Linked DNA regions of Bombyx mori: region 1 is linked to region 2. The links are chromatin contacts, called in public Hi-C maps. All regions are on one chromosome and are shown on one strand. Each heading gives the region's core, a stretch centred on a gene start, on an enhancer-like site or on the middle of the called end of the contact. The rest is flanking DNA. Distances are from core to core; before and after follow the strand shown. Region 1 overlaps LOC101737749 (basement membrane-specific heparan sulfate proteoglycan core protein). Region 2 overlaps LOC101737749 (basement membrane-specific heparan sulfate proteoglycan core protein).

Region 1 (2,700 bases), core at 197-2,696, 93 kb after region 2:
ACAGTTTTCGACTTAATATACCCTATGCGGGACACCCTGTATAGTTAAAACATATTAAACAATTCAAGCAGTGAGCACAGAAACAGCTTTAGCTGATTAGTAAGACACGACAACATCTATGAGGAAATTTGAGTTGTCGAGATTCCCCTCTTCCCAATTGCGATACAATTTACTATTCGACTGCAGCGAAATTGAATCATGCAAGATGATTAACAATCTTGTGGCTATTCATGTGTTTGACAAGTAAACGATGTTTAGTGCGCGATTATTATCACTGCATGGTACTGCATTAGACATATTCATTTTCATATAACAAATTGGATTCACGCCACTATAGCACTTTGTTAACTTTATTAAGCACAAGGCGTTTTCTGAATGAGCTTTAGAACTAAATTTAGAGAAGGGGATGGTCGAAAATGAACGTTTTTTTTTATAGTTTCATTAGCAAAAAATCATGTTTGCGTATTTATCTAAAGATCTACTACTGTCTTTTGAAACGTTTCAATTATTTTAGTTTAATATTTATTCTTATTTATGTTTATTAATATTATCAGTGAATCATGGGAGATGTCCATGGTTAATATAATTCTCCCACGTACTCAGGTGAACGAACCGTTATCTCGTCACGAAGTCGGTAGCTATTCGCCTGGTTATGACAAGATTACACCACTCGAACTATATATGTCCGCCCACGAGACCACTTCAAATTCCTATCGACAGTTCTAAATTGACCATGATTTCGAAATTTTATGGACTGTGGCGAACAAATAAATACCCTTTTACCCTACCTAATCATTAGCCTAAAGTGCTATTCCAACTAGCCATGCATAAGTGAGCGCACGGGGCTAAGCTTGAGAGACATTGCTAGCAAGAGCAGTACTTCGCTGAATCTACCACCTAATCGGAATCGCGATTCAGTGAGAAGATCCGGCAAAGAACTCAGTGGGTTGCCTCTATGGGCTAGGTTGCCCGTCGAATTCTTTGACGACCACCGATGCTTGGAGAGCCTAAAAGCACCGAGACTGGATTAGGAGGATTCGATAGGACATGTTTAAAGCGACGGCGGCTTTACGTTGCCCCATCGCCTGGGTCGAATATATAATTAGAGACAGCCACGATAAGAGGGTATGTGTGGCGCGCCGCTTCCTCGAAGAAGGGAATTACTAATCATATGAGTAAATTTTTTTCAAAAAATATGTGAGTTATTCATATTGTTGTAGTGTTGTTTTATCGAATATTTTTTTAATATTTATTGTAAAATATTCGTATAGTATTTATGTACGTCAGTGTGTATGCATATTACGTTTATTAGTTTAGTGTATCAACTAATAAATAAACCGTCATATAAAAATAAGAAAATATTTTTAGAACGCTGTGTAAGCTAGCTCTCTGATCACTGACAAGAGAGGGCGCTAGATCGAGAAGGACGCAAGGATCTCGTTTCGGAGGCGAAGATAAACTCTGTGTAATGGAGAGTGGGCTAGATAATTGAGTGTGACGAACAATTTGAATCCAGATTAATCTAGTTTAACTGATCTGTTATAAACACAAATTCAAAAAAAGAATGTGTCAGAATTTTCTAGAATTCATAGTCACAGTATTTATAATGAACGATAATCGTACAATATTCCGTTCATTGTATCGGCATGCATTAATGTTTATCTAAAGAGTGAATGTAAGTAAATTACTACCGGTTTTGGTTCATGTTTAATATTGATTTACCAAAATGTTTTCGAACTTTAAACTAATTGAATTGCTTTAATATTGTTTATGCAGAAAAGTAATTTAGCTATGTAATTTTAGATTTTTTTATCGCACAAGATTTAGTGAGAAACTCAAGAACCAAGTTTTGGAGACCGTAGACCTCAAGCTTGAATGCATCCAAATACTTTAAAAGGCCGTAGATTCGATTGTTTCACTTATCAGCTGTTCTAATTAAAAAAATATATATCTGTAGTTTCGTTAGCTCTTTTTAAAGAAACAACAGTAACATAACAAAATAACAAAGCTGCCTTCAAATATAACGGGGTGTGAAATTTTGCTGAAAGTGAAAATTGACTTCTATTGAAGAAACATAATTCACATTCATACTCGCTAAGTCTTTTTTTATTTAAAACTGACGGCTTAATCAAAACTACCTACTCACGAGCTGTACGATGATGAAAAAGAAATTTAAAAAAACTTTTGAAGCGGTAATGACTGCCGTAGGAGTTTCAGTTGAGTCAGGCAATCGGCTACAGAGTTTAACAATCTCCAAAATAAAATGAACCAATATTTACATATACCAATAATAGAACAGGACCCTAGTTTAGTCAATACAATTAATATCTGATTACCGTGAAAACATTAAGAACATCACCCGAACACAAGTGGTGTCTGTTTTCAGACCTAGACAATACTTTTTTTTATTGCTTAGATGGGTGGACGAACTCACAGCCCACCTGGTGTTAAGTGGTTACTGGAGCCCATAGACATCCACAACGTAAATGCGCCACCCACCTTGAGATATAAGTTCTAAGGTCTCAAGTAAGTTACAACGGCTGCCCCACCCTTCAAACCGAAATGCATTATTGCTTCACGGCAGAAATATTCAGGGTGGTGTTAGCCACCCGCGCGGACTCACAAGAGATCCTACCACATGTAATTTCTTTCTGGATATATCGAAAAGTTAAATTGAATAAAATAATTCTACCAAATCGA
Region 2 (2,785 bases), core at 25-2,524:
AACATTTATATGATTACTCACACTGATGAGCTGTACGTCCGGAGCGCTGTTTAGTGATATCGGAACGTTATCCAAAGTGTACCTCAAGTAACCACCGTAGGCCGTCACCAAGTCACCGGTGAAACTAAAATAAATTACGTACATACATGGTACACGTCAAATGTTAGACAAAACGGCAATTTAATGCGATAAAAAAAATACATGTGTGCAATTCACACTTTTTTAAGTGAAACCTTAAACTATTTTAGCTTCAAGATAATGAGACGAATGTAAAATTTCGGGAAGAGGATAATTGGAGGTTTTAGTAATGATCTTAGTGATACAAAGTTTGATATTTATTTTACATTTCATTCGTATCTATTAAATAGATTTTTTTTGAATATATTAAGCACGAATAAATAATATAACGAGACGGTTCGAAGCAGAGCACAAAGAGAACCACGAATAAATAATATAACACTATATAATGCTTCCTATCTCATTTTCTCCCATGTTAATAAATCTTATGAATTTATGTGGCTATCTCTTTTTACTGTCGCTTTTTCGTTTCATCGACTTTATAATCACAAAGTTGCTAAAGAAGTTTTTACTTTAAAAAAAAACCGTCAAACACATTCTTGGGTCATGGAACGCGTGCCGTCAGATTTTAATGAAACAGTCCTTTGGATTCATAAAATCTAGTAATGATCACTTTTTTTACCTACGTATGTAAAAATACATATAAATAGGCAAAGACAAAACAGTTATGTACTTATTTCTCGTCTGTCAAGAGATATTCCTTAAACTTTCTAGGTATGTTGATAAATAATTATCTATAAATTGTTTTCATTCATTATGTAATACTGATCGGTAGATTGATTAAACAAGTTACATTACATTACTCGATATTACTCGAAAGGAAACGAGTAGATATAATTTCGTGTAGCTATAGACAGATCAATAGGAATATAATCATTAAAATAGTAACTGACTGACATATTAATTATAATTTAGAATGAATAGCACATTGCCATTAATGTTTAGGGTGCCAAAGAAACCTAAACAAACATCTTAGAGGATACATGCGTATTATATTTTTAAAAGAAGGTCTTATAATAATACCCGTTTGGTAAGCTCCAGTAGTAAACGTTGTCCCGGACTGCCGGTATCGGTACATCTATACTGCCGCTGTAGATCCGAGGTCTCATTTCAGTTTCAACCGGCACACTGTACCGTACAGCCTGGAGTGCTCTACCAGCTGAACTGTTGTAAATCCTGACTTGGTTCACAATGTTGGGCACGTTGAATTGAACGGCAGTGGTTGTACGTCTTAGGTTGCTGCTTGTACATTGCTGGGTCACGCCCATGCAGAAGCAGAGAGCGCATCCGTGACTAAAAATTTAAAATATCGTTCAGAACTTACTTTACTGGACCGTTGTGAAATTACTTACTTACTTTTTACAGGTGGTAGGACCTCTTGTGAGTCCGCGCGGGTGTGTACCACCACTCTGCCTATTTCTACGGTGAAGCAGTAATGCGTTTCGGTTTGAAGGGTGCGGCAGCCGTTGTAACGAGACCTTAGAACTTATATCTCAAGGTGGTTGGCGCATTTACGTTGTAGGTGTCTATGGGCTCCAGTAACCACTTAACATTAGGTGGACTGTGAGCTCGTATACCCATCTAAGGAATAAAAAAAAAACTCAAATTTCACTTCAAATATCCATATAAATTTCAGCTTTATGGCTATAATAGTCGTTATTCCCACATAATAGGGATTGCGGCTTGTTTAATGGAAAACTACGCTTTACAAAAATCTGATAAGTAAGTGAAAGGAAATTTTCGTAGCAAAAATCCTTTGATGAATTAATTACCTGAAGTCTTCAGACAAATAGAATGAATCGTTCTTGCACTGGTCACAATGACGTCCTTGTACGTTGACCTTGCACGCACACTCGTCAGGGAATCGAACCTGCTTTGTACCGGCGGGGTTGCATTTCTTGGTAGCTTTAGGCTTACACGAGTCTCCGGGCATGAGAGGATTTCCTTCGTAGTTAGACGAACAGATATTACAGTTGCTGCCTTCGTAGCTGTAAATTATTATTGTTTACAATTTATGAAGCCTAACAATCATTCAGGCCGAGAATTGAAATAGAAATAAAAGAGAGAGAGAGAAAAAAATAGAGATTATGTCTAGAGAATCTACAAAAACTTACCCCGGTCGGCAATTGCAGAGAACAGTGCCGTCAGGTCCCAGTGCGCAAGTGGAGGCGAAGTTGTTTTCCCTGTTGGTCAATGGGCAAGGGCAAGGCTTGCAGGCATATCCGCTACTTGGGTCTCCGTAAGTACCTGGCGGGCAGGTCTCGCGGACGCAAGTACCCAACCATTCCCCAGATTGATCACGGGTATAGCCAACAGCGCATTTCTAGAAGAAGAAAAAAATTGTTACAAAGAGTATGGTTTCTGTATTTGTTGACATTAAATAATATGTTTTTAAGTCTGTTTCTTCATTTTTTTTCCTACCTAACCTTAACTCGTAGGTGAGCTCACGGGGCTCAAACCGGAGTTTTGCTAACACTGACCCTAGCAAGAGCAGTGCTTCCCAGAATATACTACGATATCGGAAACGCGACCCACTGAGAAGATCCGGCGAGAAACTCAGTGGGCTGTGTCTATGGGTTAATTCGCTCGTGGATCTCTTCGTCGCAAGCGACGGGTTCGGTAAGGACGGTGACCGGTGCTTGCGGTACCTAAAAGCACCGTTCATGGGTCGGGAGGATCCGTAATGTAGTGTTTTGGGCGACGTCCC

What was found. Hi-C and Micro-C count contacts between places; a contact is called where the count stands out from the background.
Region 1: a Hi-C map of middle silk gland shows a contact between it and region 2, with 1.8 times the contacts expected there. The contact joins two enhancer-like sites. A contact is called at or near these places in 2 of 7 Hi-C or Micro-C datasets (middle silk gland and whole pupa).

What each region holds. Positions count from the first base shown.
Region 1 is chr1:17,245,790-17,248,489 of ASM3026992v2, forward strand. The region is part of intron 10 of LOC101737749 (basement membrane-specific heparan sulfate proteoglycan core protein); the gene reads right to left. Among protein-coding and RNA genes, the nearest start is that of LOC134199518, 35 kb to the left of the region's middle. Within about 2 kb of position 1,447, at least 1 of the 8 cell types and tissues checked has open chromatin away from gene starts, as enhancers often do.
Region 2 is chr1:17,152,612-17,155,396 of ASM3026992v2, forward strand. It overlaps LOC101737749 (basement membrane-specific heparan sulfate proteoglycan core protein), which reads right to left. Exons shown (of 72, transcript XM_062670557.1): 28 at 2,193-2,401; 29 at 1,851-2,066; 30 at 1,102-1,371; 31 at 22-124. Among protein-coding and RNA genes, the nearest start is that of LOC134199514, 24 kb to the right of the region's middle. Within about 2 kb of position 1,275, at least 2 of the 8 cell types and tissues checked have open chromatin away from gene starts, as enhancers often do.